2 separate regions of the Mus musculus genome follow, and region 1 is linked to region 2. The links are chromatin contacts, called in public promoter capture Hi-C maps. All regions are on one chromosome and are shown on one strand. Each heading gives the region's core, a stretch centred on a gene start, on an enhancer-like site or on the middle of the called end of the contact. The rest is flanking DNA. Distances are from core to core; before and after follow the strand shown. Region 1 holds the start of Rbm34 (RNA binding motif protein 34). Region 2 has its middle 11 kb from the start of Gm31718.

What was found. Promoter capture Hi-C pulls out the DNA fragments that hold promoters and counts their contacts.
Region 1: a contact with region 2 is called in a promoter capture Hi-C map of the HPC-7 cell line, with 5 times the contacts expected there. The contact joins the promoter of Rbm34 here to the enhancer-like site in region 2. A contact is called at or near these places in 17 of 39 promoter capture datasets (the 3T3-L1 cell line, 3T3-L1-derived adipocytes, the HPC-7 cell line and 8 more), 2 of 15 datasets of contacts at CTCF or cohesin (liver and pro-B cells), 133 of 484 Hi-C or Micro-C datasets (the AtT-20 cell line, B cells, the Ba/F3 cell line and 75 more), 11 of 115 datasets of contacts at active chromatin or transcription factors (the HPC-7 cell line, the SCID.adh cell line, astrocytes and 7 more) and 4 of 9 other capture datasets (adipose tissue, embryonic stem cells, liver and 1 more).

The regions. Positions count from the first base shown.
Region 1 is chr8:126,966,272-126,972,916 of GRCm38.p6, reverse strand. Rbm34 (RNA binding motif protein 34) reads left to right here and starts at 1,868. Exons shown (of 11, transcript NM_172762.3): 1 at 1,868-1,927; 2 at 2,008-2,179; 3 at 2,789-2,934. The coding sequence starts at 1,878.
Region 2 is chr8:126,915,290-126,922,515 of GRCm38.p6, reverse strand. No RefSeq gene overlaps it. Among named protein-coding and RNA genes, the nearest start is that of Gm31718, 11 kb to the right of the region's middle. Within about 2 kb of position 3,060, at least 161 of the 459 cell types and tissues checked have an H3K27ac peak or open chromatin away from gene starts, as enhancers often do. A contact at or near this core is called in the AtT-20 cell line, CD8 T cells, the HL-1 cell line and 30 more, where this site is marked.

The DNA of each region.
Region 1 (6,645 bases), core at 619-3,118, 52 kb before region 2:
GTAGAGTTTTGCTAAGACAGACTCACAAGGTGTTTTGCTGAGGCAAGACCTATGGGAGGACACATAATGTTTACAGGGATGATGACGAGGGTGGTGGTGGTTTGCATAGCTAGTTTTGCAACACTTCTTTGGTCTCAAGTCTTAGGTAATCTTCACTTCATTGAAGTGTCTATTTCCACCTCTGCAACCATACTGTAACCCCTACTGATGCAGGATACAGGCTGCCCCCAGAGAATGATTGGAGGGCTTATACCTGGAGACTCACTCCATGCATTTATGGCCTGGTTGTAAATACGACTGAGGATTTTTATGTCTTCAACCAGCTAGCACCTCCAATCAATCAAGTTAAATGTGGCCATTTCTGCTGTGTTACTAGGTTCTCTTCCTTAACATAGGGCTGGCTGGAGCTGCTAGTGCAGGGGCCTCGGAAACCTCTCAAGGGTTAGAGTTGGCCCATTACTGAAAGGGAGGAATGAGAAGCCTAGGCTGACTCCGTGACAGACTTCAAATAGGAGTTTAGGAGACCAGGCCTAAAAACTGGGCAAGTCCAGACAAGTCAATTACTAACAGGAAAAAGCCCAGGCTCCAGCTTTCATGCCCAGGTAATGGAATGTCCCAGCCACCTGGCCTGAAGCAAGCACAATGGGTCAGCAGCAGTTTCCAGAGTTCCTCAGTAACAGTTCCCAGACCTCCCCAGCAAGTTTCCAGCCCCCACATCCCAGTAATGGAATGTCAGTATCCCTAGAGATAGACCCAACATATTAACATAGAGGTCACCTACCCCAGCATTCCCTAATGTGCTTTAAATCTGGCCTGCAAGCTCACTTGGGTGTCTCTCTATCTTGGTAACTGGGGAGATCCCAACATGCTGGACTTCCTGCAGGCAAAAGAGGCTACGACCGCATATCCCAGAATAGCCTCAAAATCATGGCCAAGCTCTACCTAGGCCCTAGAGAACAGGGATTACAAATATAAGCCACTATTAAAAAAAAATCTAAGTATGAATTTACTTAAAGAATGACGGGAGGTGGGGAGGGGGCTGGTGAGATGGCTCAGTGGATAAGAGCACTGACTGCTCTTCCTCAGAAGGTCTTGAGTTCAAATCCCAGGAACCACATGGTGGCTCACATCCATCCATAATGAGATCTGACACCCTCTTCTGGTGTGTCTGAAGACAGCTACAATGTACTTATGTATAATAATAAATAAATATAAAAATAAATGACAGGGCGGCTTTGAAGACGGAATAGTACAAGGATGTGACCAGTTAAACTGTGATCCCAAATACTTGTTTTCTGCCGACTTTGAAACGTCAAACTTCGGGAAAGGTGTACCCTTCCCCGACTGCTAAGACACATCCCTGTAGCCCCATTTCTCTTGGAAACCTCCTTCCTTAATGAGCTGTGGCCGACAGCCTTCCCTAAGCCTGGGGGGCGGGGGGGCTTGTTTTATTTGAGACGAGGTAGCTATGCTGGAGCCATGTGGTTTTAGCCGGTCCTGGAAATCGAGGTAATCCGGCTACTTCGAGCCCCAAATTCTGGGATTAAAGACCTAAGCCACTATGTCAGGTTTTAGCTGACCCTCGTACTAACACGAGGCCTCAGCTACTCGTGAGACTTGCTGCACTCCCTCAGCCTAGGTTTCCCTGAGACGCCTGCGGACTGCAAAACCATTAGTATTAAGCATAGCGCGGCTCCTGCGCAGCCACGGGCTGAATGGGGAGAGGGGGTGTGGTCCTGAGCGGAAGAGCTCAGCCTTAGAACGGAAGTAGTCGGAACCCGGAGGCTGCCGGAACCCGGAACCAGAGGGAACGCATGACTAGTCGGATCCCAGAAGCGCGGACCTAGGACTTCCATCCCGGAAGCTCAGTTTTCAGCATGGCTCTGGGAGGGGAGGAACGCAAGAGAAGGAAGGGCTCGGAGCGGAGGTGAGTGGCGGCGGGCGTTGGTGTGGATGGGTTGGCGGTGAGTGGCGCGGCGTGGCTGAAGAGTGCTCTTGTGTTTGCAGACAGAGCTCTGGAGACGGCGTGAGCTGTGCGGCCAGCGACTACCTGGTGGGACAGGTCGCCGACAGCTTGCGGGGCGGCCCGCGGCCTCCTGGAGGCGGGACGGGGCGGCTGGCCGCTCTCTTCAGCACCGCGGAGCCATCGGCTCCTCCTGTATTTGTGCCTGTGCCCCAGGTGAGTCGCCGGGCTGCACCCTGAGTATCCCGGTAGAGAGAGATGTAGAGGGTCACTCTCCTGACAGCAGTGACTGTCTGGTCCTTTGAGCAGGGCTAGCGCTTCACCCTCAGCCTATTTGATTGGCAGGGTCACCTGTAGACCGTGTAAGCCTCAAATTTCAGTTATGTATCCGAGGATGAACTAAACTCCTGATCCTTCTCCAGCCTTGAGTTCTGAGATTACAGAGTCGCTCCCACCATGTCCGACTTGACTTTTTTATTTTGAGACAGGATCACACTAGTTGCGCACGCTTAGAATACACGGTAACCCAGATTCTATATTCCTGCCTCACCTTTCCACTGAATGGCTGGTGCTGCAAGAATATTCTGCTTCTCTCCGTAACCCGTGAAGAAGTATCCATGTAGAAAGGCACATCGGAGTACTGCTCAGGGACTTGGAGACGGAGGGACTTTGCTATGTAGCTCTGGCTGGCCTGGCACAGTTCCTCCTGCCTCTATTCCTGAATACTGGAATTACAGATATAAGCCACAACACACAGCTTTAGGGTCAGGATTTTTTTTTTTTTTAAAGTTTGAGGTTTTAAATATGACTTCAAACTTTTGAAAGGAAACATCTAAAAAAAGAAAACTTGATGATGATGATGATGATGAAGAAGAGAGTGTGTCCCAAACTAAAAAGCCAGTTTTGCAAGAGCCTTCGAGAAAAGTGAAAGTGAAGAAACTCTCTGATGCAGACAAAAGACTGGCAAACAGGTTGGTAGAAATCTCCTTTTTGCTATATTAAATACCTCAGGCAGTTTTTTTTTTTTTTTTTTTAATGTTCATCTTAATTTTTTTCACTGCATATTCTGAAATTTAAAAAATACATTATACAAAGTCTCATACAGGGTTAAAAGATACAAGAAAGCCATTTATCCTAAGCGAACAGATACTGGTAGATCAGCTTTTTAGGTCTTTGTGTCCATCACTGCTTCTTGATTCTGAGCCAGCCTTGTTAGGACTTTAACCCCTTCTCTGTTTTCTGAGTTGGGATTTCTGAGTTAGTGTGTCTGTCAAATGTGAATTTGGTTTTCATAGGAACCAAATTTCCCTTACTAACTTAAAATTCCTTTTACATAATATTTGAGTTAGTATCCAAACAGATACACTACTTTTCTATTGAGTGTTCCTCATTCTTTCTTGGAGACTTCTTGCATCCCAGGTGGACCTTAAACTCACTCTGCAACCTAAGCTGTACTTCAGCTTCCACAAACCCTTGGCTCTCAATTCCTTCTCGCTGCTTCAAGCCTATTTTCTTTTCCCATTTTTACACTCTCCTCTTTCAGTAAAACCTTCAGTAGTTATTACGTTTGTTGTCTGCATGTGTGTCAGTGCATTCCTGTCAAGGTGGCCTGTGGAAGGACCAGCTCCTAGGAGTCCATTCGCTGTCTGGCTGCAGGACAGGTGCCTTTGCCTGCTGAGCCACTACACTAGTTCCCCACCACCCTCACACCCTCTGAGGACTGTGCGCTGCTTCCACTCGGTGACTGCTTTCTCGAAGCTTTACATTCCAAGCTTTCTGTTCCCTTCTCTGTTTTGTCTCTGAATTAAGATGAACACCTTTCCTGAGCTTGCAATTAGGAAACGGCTTCTTCTTGGAGTTCTTGTCAGTCACCTCGCAGCAGTTCTTCATGGGCACTGCTGTGTGTCGGCCCTGAGCATTAGACCTGTTCCGTCTTTTTGATTGCCTGTATCTGCACCTGTACATTTCTTGTTTACCTTAAGATAGTGCTCCTTGAGGCTAGAGGTGTGCCTCACTTGGTGGAGTGTTCCTTGTCTAAACCGTGCATGGTAACATATACTTGCAGTCTCCCAGCACTTGGAAGGTGGTGGTTCTTGGATCGGACACTCAGAGTTATCCTACACCATATATAGTGAGTTTGAAGCCAGCCTAGGTTGCATGCCACCTTCCTTAAATCAAAACCCAAAAAGCAAAATAAAATGCTTCAAACTGAAACCCTCCTGTGTTAATGGTACTTCACGTCTAGATAAGTGCCTAAGCCAGTGCTGCAGGGGTTACCCTGTGCTCTCACCTCTTCACACACAGCTACTCAGCTGCTAAGTCCTGAAGCTGTCGTCTTTTTTTTTCTTTCTTTTTTAATGAAAAGACAGTCTAACTGTATTTCTCTATTGCCGCAGACCCTCTGGGTCCCTTTGTCTTCGTGGATGGGTCTCTGGGTGCAGATGGGCAAGGAGTTGGCGAATGACAGACAGACGCAGACAGGAGGTTGTGTAGAATCTGAATGTATTGTCAGGTCGAGCATCAAACTTTTTATACAGCAGAATAGCAAGGAACCAGACAAGATACAATCCACCAAGTTACTGTGACGCAATACAAAAGGAATGTATACATCAAAAGAAGGCGGGAACTAGGCCACTGCCACTCAGAAGGGAGCCAGGTGTAAAGCTAGTCTATTGTTAAGACCACCACCAGGGGTTTAGCAGACCTTCTCATGAATACTGCAATACCTCAACCCTCCTATTTCCTGGGCTCTGATAATTTCTAGTAACTTTTAAGTATCTGTGGAGAATCTCCATTCGTCAGAAGAATTCAACAGCTTGCTTCTAATATGCAATGTAGCCTGTACTGAAGATTTCTATCTCAGTGGGATTCCCTGGCTCTTTTTTGGTAAACACTCTGTAGACCAGCACTGAGCTACTGGATCCATCTTTTGTAATGCTTAATTAGTTACTGAATAGGTAACTTCCTTACTGCATTTCTACCGGATTCCAAGCTCTCGTTGGCTTCTGGCATGTTGGAACACAGGTGGGAGACTTAATTATATCAGAATTCAATCTTAAAAGGTACTTATAATAAAATAATACTAAAAGGGAGCACATGGATCCGAACACCAGATTAACGCGGGAATAGGGTATGAGTATACAGGTTAATGAGAACGCCAAAACTCCAGGAGGTGAGTTTCCGTGAAACTCTGCCTCATGAGTGCTTCCAGGCCTCTCGGCCTGCCAAGCAAACTTCACTGGAGTGTGCGTAGCACTCTATGCCAGTCTGAACTTAAGATCCTCCTGCCTTACCTTCTCAAGTCCAGTCACTATTCTTTAATTCTGTTAATCTGCCTTCGTTCCATCTCCATCCTTGTTCTGGCCTGCTATTTTTGTGTGTGTTGTCATGACAATATCTTTGTTCATGTTTATACATCTTGTTCATTTCTTATCTTCTCCATTGCATGATTGACTTGGGTCTGTGTGTGTGCCTGCCTGCCCTCCTTCCTCTCCGCCCTTTTTTCTCCCTCCTTCTCCCCTTGCCTTCCCTCTTCTTTCCTCCCTCTTTCCCTCCCTCCCTTCCCCCTTTCTTCCCTTCCTTCTGTGGTGCTAGATATTGAACAAACAAAGATACATGCTAGGCTGAGTGCCTTGCTGAGCTATGTCTCTGGACTCAAATTAATTTTTGAAGTACAGCCTGTCCGTGTGGTCCAGGTTGGCTTCTAGTGCCCAAGTGATTTTTGTAGGTAGTCAGTCTTGTGGTTTCCTGTCTCCCAAAGGAAATGCTTTTGCATAACTGGTCGCTCTCAGCTGGGCCCCACCATTCCCTTTTTCCTTGCCAGCTACGTTAGATGTTGAAATGAACAGATCATTGTACTTGGGCTCTTGGTGGAGGAGCAATAGTGGTATTTATTTAAGACTGCGACACATACTGCTACCTTCTTTAAAAAGCCTTTCTTGGCTGGGCTGTGGTGGCACACACCTTTAATCCCAACACTTGGGAGGCAGAGGCAGGCGGATTTCTGAGTTCAAGGCCAGCCTGGTTTACAAAGTGAGTTCCAGGACAGCCAGGGCTATACAGAGAAACCCTGTCTCGAAAAACAACAACAACAACAAAAAAGGAAGACTTTCTTGGTCTTCATGGTTCTTTTCGGGTGTCCTAGCCATTGCCACGCTAGCTGTTGCCACGTGATCACTGCCTGCCTCTGTAGTGCACTGCTGAAAGGCTTGAAGAAGCATAGTGGGAACCCAGTGAGTCATTGCATGGCTCCTGCAGCCCTCCTTTCTCTCACCTTAAGACCCCTATCTAGTTCTCTTGTCAGTGTGGCGTCAGACTTGAGTATCCCTGTGCAACAGAACCATCTGTTTGTATTTACCTTTTCAGAGCTTCTGAAGGGACAGCATCAACACAAGACACCTCAAGACCAAGTTCCTAGTACAAAGGATATTTATTTGCCCTGGAGGGATGGGGGGGGGAGATAAGAGACAAAGATAGGAAATAGAGGATGAGGGAGAAGGGGAGGGCAACAAGGGAGATCGGGAGGGGGAGGGATGTTTGGCCCTAGGGGGTAGGGAATAGGGAATGGCAATGACCACAAAGTACTGCCTCTAGATAAAGAGGAGACACAAGTGGCCCATAGGCAAATGGCAGTTTAAAAAGGTAAAAGGGGAAGAAACCCTGTGTTAGGGTTAGGTGTTTAA
Region 2 (7,226 bases), core at 1,811-4,310:
CAGTCATATATCACCCACAGTCAAGAATGGAGAGAAATAAATGTATATATTCTTGCTTTCTTGTTTGTTCCTGCTAGGTTTCTCTATTAGTATACAGTTTAGGAACCTCTGCCTAGGAATGGTGTCGCCCACAGTGGGCTGGGTCTTCCTGCATAGATTAAGACAATGTCCCACAAACAGGACAACCCGACGCACACAGTCCCCCACTGAGACTCCTTCCAGATGATTCTAGGTTGTTCCAAGTTGACAATCAAAGCTGGCCACCATAGGGAATGAGGCTTGAAGTCCTGCCCTACCGGGTCGCATATTTAGGCCTCAGAGCTGACTTTGGATCTCCTGGATCTTGCCCTGCTTCCTGTTTCCTCAGGCGAGGCCACCTCCTCAGAGATACAAGAGCGTCAGGACTTGAACCGTTAGGCATCCCCTCCCTCCTCATTCCTCTCTCAGTTACCTAAACATAGGACTGCTGAGTTCTAAGTCTTCTGTGGTGTGTGTGTATTGTGTGCAGGTGTGCTTGTGTACATGCATGTGTGTCCTTGTATATATGAAGGCCAGAGATCCATGTTGAGTGTCTTCTGTTCCTCTTCACCTTATTTTTCTAGAATATCACCAAGCCTGGAGCTCACTGTTCAGCTACACTGGCATCCCAGGAGCCCCTCTTGTCCTCTGCCTCCTTAGCACCAGGATGTTCACATAACACCATGCCATGCTCTCCCACCCCCACTTTCTCAAAATGGGTTCTGGGGACCTGAACTCGTGCTTGCGCAGCAAGGAATTCACCCACTGAGATATCATCTCATCCCATTCCTTTCAGTTTGAGACAGAGTTACCTGGTTCAGGCTGGCCTTGAACTTGTGACCAACATCTTCCTACCTATGGGACCAGAGAGATGGCTCAGCACTTGAAAGGGCTGGCTGCCTTTCCAGAGGACCTGAAACCATTTCCAGCACCTATACAACAGCTCACACTTGTCTGTTACTCCAGTTTCAGGGGATCTGATGCCTTCTCCCTATCATCATGAGCAGTAGGAGTACACGGTCATGGTGCACAGATATACATACTCAAAAAATACCCATGACATAAAAGTAAAGGAAGAGATTCCTCTTTGTACTCGGATCATAGGTGTGTTGTCTCATGCCCAGCTGAGACGGTGGCTTTTGTACTGATTCTTACAGAGATGTCTCCTTGTGTGCTGATGTTCCCAGCAAGCACTTGTGAGTTTGCTTGCCTGAATGCATGGAATTGATTAGACACTGTGCACATGCCCGGATGTATACATCTCTGATTATATTGCCAGGGATTGGCATTTACCGAACAGTTCAGAGCTCTAGGCTGGGGGTGCTTCTGAGTCCCTAGGTAAAGTCCCAACCCTTTTTTCTCTCCAGGTAGCTCAGGCTGGCACAGACATCCTGCACTGGCTCACTGGGCCACTTGATGGCAGTGTGAGAATTGAGAAAAGAGGCTCTTGTCTTGCAAATCTTAGCAGCTCTCTCCCAGTGGCCACTTCTACCTCTGCAGCCACCCAAGCCAAACAGAAAGCTCTCTGCTCAGTCTACCGCTGTGCCCTGCCCCTTGGCCAGATCCAGGCCTCCACTCACAAGCTCTCCGCTCTCCCCTTTCCTGCCCCAAGCTGACAGCAGTCCCTCCTGGTTTTACTTCAGATTTTTGTGTTTTAATTTTAATGTAATTTTTTTTTTTTTTTGAGACCCGATCTAACTCTGTAGACCAGGCTGACTTTGAACTCGCAGAGATCCGCCTGTCTCTGCCGCCCAAGTGCTGGGGCGATACACATGTGCCACCGCCTTCGGCTCTTTGTTTTTAAAGTGTTGTCATCTGTGTGTTTCAGAGTCCCTGGGAAGAGGAGCAGAAAATATTATAAGAGCTGGTGGCTTTAGAACAAAAGCAGAAGTGCCTGAAATCCTTCTGGCCAGGGAGGTTGTTTTCTGGAAGAAGGAAATGGCAGAGAGGGCAGAGGAAAGGCAGAGGTTGGGGGGCCAGATCATATGGGGGTCACTACAGGAGGGTGGGGGGGCAGGGTGTGGGGACCTGCTGCTCCATTGTTGGGGAATCTGACACTGGGTTGCATCTTAAAGGCTGTCAGTTCTTGCCTCCCAGCTCTGGTGACAAAACCCTGCTGGAAGGGTTAAGGGCATCAGCACAAGGGCTGGCCTCTGGTTTGTAAACTGGCCTACCAGCCTCCCTCCCTCCCTCCCTCCCTCCCTCCCTCCCTCCCTCCCTCCCTCCCTCCCTCCCTCCCTCCCTCCCTCCCTCCCTCCCTCCTTCCCTCCTTCCCTTCCTACCTGCCTGCTTGCCTGCCTTTTGTTTCTTTTCTGAGACAGGGTTGGTTTCATGTAGCCCAGGCTATCACTAAACTCCTGATCTCTCTTCTTCCACCTTCTGAATGCAGGGATGATAGGTACCTACCATCACACTTGACTAGTTTCTTCCTCCCATAGGCAGATGGGATGGCCAGGCATGCTAGGAGGCTGAGGCAAATGAATTGTAAAGGGTTAGCTTAGGCTACACAGTGAGTTCAAGGGCCAGCCTGGTTTTAAGAGTGAGGCCCGGTCTCAGCCATCACCTCCACCCTCACAAGAGAGATGCGTGTGAGAAGGCCGAGGGAATCCACAAGTTGCCCACATCTTTCTCCCAAGACTTAGGCTGACAGCACTGCCCTCCCACCTAAGGAGATCGCAAGGAGATAGGCTGTGGCTCCTAAGGAATTTGCTGTGGGAAAAAATATTTCTCCAAACGATGACCAGGAAATATTGTCCTGACCAAGGTTGCTGCATGTGCTATCTTGGAAGCATGAGCTGAGGACTGAGTGCTATGTGATCTTCAACAGGGCCCAGTTCTCAGGCTCAGAACAGCCACCCCACACAGGCCACTAAGACCTCACTATCTCCCTTGGTTTACATTGCCATGCTCTCCTGTAGGACAGCCTTGACCTTGAGCAGGACCTAGGCTGGCTGGCTCAGCCTGTATGGAGGTGGGAGGCCACTCTCTGCTGACTCAGACCTGGCCTAGGGCAAGTTCATGCCTCCAGCCTGTGAGTAACACACTGGTGTTTCAGCTTCAAAGGCCTTCCCAGGATTAACCAATTAGTCACCCAGGAGAGCCACAGTGCGGGTTACTGTTGTCTTCACTAGGCTGGAACTGAGGGAGGGAGGGAGTAGGATCTCACTGCAGAGCAGCAGCAGCAATGAGGTGTAGGGTGTCCCACAGCGTGGGAGGGACAGGATGAGGCAAGATGGAGTTGGAGCTGATCACTGAATGAGAGTGAGAGACCTGGGGGAAGTCTCCGGGTCGGGGAGTGGGGGTTCTGGAGAGTCATGGTTCCATGCAAGGAACATCCTTCTTGGGACTGGGGAGATGGCTCAGCAGGTAAAGTGTTTGCTATGTTAGCTTAAGGACCTGAGTTCAGATCTTCCACAGATTACAGATCTTCCACACCCATATAAAAAGCTGGGCTTGTTGGGTCACATGCCTGTGACCCCAGAGCTGGGGCTGAGACATGGAAGACAAGAAGAGCTTTAGAGCTCTCTGCCCAGCTAGTTTAGCCAAAGCAGTGATGTCTAGGTTCAGTGAGAAAGTGTTGCACAGTAGAGAAAGGCTCTAAAGTCAGTGTCTGGCTTCCATCCACACACGCACACAGATGAACACACTTAAACACACACACATGCACAGATGAACTCATTTGTACACACACATACACACACTCATACAGATGAACTCACACACAGATGAGCTCACACACTCTCACACACAGATGAACTAACTCACACACACACACATACACAGATGAACACACTTACACATGCACAGTTAAGTTATACCCATAAGCATACACTGACACAGATGAACTCACACACACATGCATGCACTCTCACACACACATACACACAGATGAACTTACACATATACACACCTACACACATGCACACACACACATACAAGCATACACACACAGGTACTCACACATGCACACACACACACATGCACACAGACATGCATGCCCGGACACACATGCATGCATGCACACACATGTGCACACACAGATGAACTCACTTCCACACACACTCACATGCAGAGGAGGGAGGAAGAGGGGGTGTTGGTAGGGGAACTGGCCCATGAGGGCCACCATGTGTTCTCACCATTGCAGCCCAAACTTATCCTGCCCTTCTGAGCCTTCCTGGCAACTGTAGCAGGAATCTTGGAACAGTTTTTGGTGTGTGTGTGTGTGTGTGTGTGTGTGTGTGTGTGTGTGTGTGTCTGAGAGGGGGGGGGAGGGGAGGGGGAGAGAGGGAGAGAGAGAGATTCTTTTGGTGCAGGGAGAAACTTTTGAACCTTTGAGAGAGTATTTCACATATCCTAGGCTGACTTTGAACTTGCTCTGTCTGTAGATGGCCATAGTCTTGAATTCTTGATCCTTCTGCCTTCACCTCCTGAGTGCTGGGATTACAGGCGTGTGCCATCACATTCAGTTGAGTGTGAGGATTTGGGGACTGAGGGATCATAAAGACCTGCCACTCAAGTATCTTGCACATAACTATTGTAATATGGCCACACATGTGTCCCCCTCAGGTACGTAGTGAAGAAGGTGGGGTTCTTAGAGGAAAGTTAGTGTCTTGGAAGCTGATCGGACAAGCCCTTCTGTGAAGTCTCTCCACAGCTGCTTTTTATAACCTTGGCATCAGCATGAGCTTGGCAATGCCAGCACAGTGTAGCTGGAAAATATTTTCTGCCATTTGAAAACACACACACACACACACACACACACACACACACACACACACACTTGGAAAGGGGAAGAAGGGGGGAAAAGAACCCAGCCAACAACAAACAGAAGTTGTGAATGGTACAGAATGTCTTTGTGGAGTGCTTCCCACCCCCATTACTGCTCCAGTTCATTTTCTCTGCTGCCGATTTTAGAAGGTCAGAAGTCATTGTTGTTGTTAGGCTTTGCCAGTAGAAATGTAACTCTAAGAGAAGAGTCATGTCATAGGCTGTGGCCAGAAAGCCTTTGGAAAGCTGCTCTGGTGGGAGGTACACCTTTATCTGTGAACAGAACCCAGGTATTTTCTGGTAGGTGCTCTAGGGTGGGCCTGCCTCTCAGGAACTCAGGCTAAGGGAATCTCCAAAGCGCCCCCTAACAGGAAAAAGGGTTGATGCACCAAGCTGTCAGCTGTTCCATGTGACTCAGAAACAGAGTCCCTGTTGTTGACGGCAACCCGTAGAGAGGTCTAGATAAGGCTAAACTTGCCCGCTCACAAACTCCCTAACTTGGAAGAAGTGAAAGCTAGGAAGGACAGTAGCCAGGTCAGTGGTCTGAGCTTTGAGACTCTAGCAGGTTGAACATTTGGTTGACCTGGAAGACTGGAGGAGGCAGGTAGGGTCCTGTGATCTCCTCTGGCAGTTTCAATGACAATCAAAGTGAAGAACACAGCTGATTGACATTTCTAATGCCTGAGCTTAGGACCAGCCATAAAAACCCAAAGCCCAGCAAGGTGCCTGCAGCATAGTCAGCCATTGGTATGGAGGATGGCCCCACCATCTCTCTCTCTCCTCTCTCCTGTTATTCTCCATGGCTGGCCATTCCCAGAGGGAGGGGGACACTGTGGACCGGAGTCATCTCTGTCCACAGAGCTGGAACTGGGATGGTTGCTCCAAACGCTGTGTGTGTTTGTAGATAGTTGTGTGAGACCCAGGATTAAAGGCAGCTCTAGTAAGTCCAGTCCCAGAATCAGCCCCCGAGATGCTGAGCTGCCTGCACCTAAGGTGACTGTGATGGTTTGTATATGTTTGGCTCAGGGAGTGGCACTATTAGGACTGTGTAGATTTGTGATCCCAGCATGGAGGCTGAGGAGGAAGCAGGGGAAGGGAGATGCCTGGGGTGGATGCCGTTCTAGCTGAACTGATGAGCTTTGTTACAGAACCAAAACTGTGCAGAGTGATAGAGGAAGACACTGGGCACCAACTTCTGGCTCTTCATGCATGTGCATGAATATGTCCACATGCCCACACGAATATGCCCATATACGCCACATACATACACATATGAAGCAACAACAATTTTGCTGAAAGGACCCTGATATAGATGTCTCTTGTGAGACTAGGCCGGGGCCTAGCAAACACATAAGTAGATGCTCACAGTCAGCTATTGGATGGAGCACAGCGCACCCAATGGAGGAGCTAGAGAAAGTATCCAAGGAGCTAAAGAGATCTGCAACCCTGTAGGTGCAACAACATTATGAACTAACCAGTACTCCGGAGCTCTTGACTCTAGCTGCATATGTATCAAAAGATGGCCTAGTTGGCCATCACTGGAAAGAGAGGCCCATTGGACACGCAAACTTTATATGCCCCAGTACAGGGGAATGCCAGGGCCAAAAAAAATGGGAATGGGTGGGTAGGGAAGTGGGGGGGGGGTATGGAGGACTTTTGGGATAGCATTCTAAATGTAATTGAGGAAAATACGTAATAATAAAAAATATTTTAAAAAATGAAGCAACAACAAAAAATACCAAGTGTATGCTCTATCATCTATGCATGCTCCTTCATATATGTATGCTCCATCATCTATACTCCATCATATGTATGCTCCATCATATATGTATGCTCCATTATATATATATGCTCCATCATGTGTTTGCTCCATCATCTATGCATGCTCCATCATCTATGCATGCTCCATCATCTATGTATGCTCCATCATCTATGCATGCTCCATCATATATGTATGTTCTATCATATATGTTCTATCATATATGTATGCTCCATCATATATGTGTGCTCTATCATATATGTATGCTCCATCATGCATGCTCCATCATATAGACTTTTGGAGACAATTCTTTCTGAGTAGCAGGTAGTAGTGGGTAGTAGGATTCCTGAGTTCAATTCCCAGCAACTACATGGTGGCTCACAACCATTTATAATGGGATCTGATGCCCTCTTCTGGTGTGTCTGAAGACAGGGACAGACAGTGTACTCACACAAATAAACAAACAAGTACATCTTAAAAAAATCTTTCTTCGTGCCGTGTGTGTGGTTCCCATCCAGAATCCAGCACTCTGGAGGCTGAGGCAGCAGGCTAGAGCAGACATTTGAGGCCACCCTGGACCACAGTGGGAGTTAAAGACTTGCCTGGGTTATATATAGCAAGGCCCCATCTCAAAAAACAACAATAACGTTTTTTTTTTAAAGGATGGGGTGGGGTTGGGTGA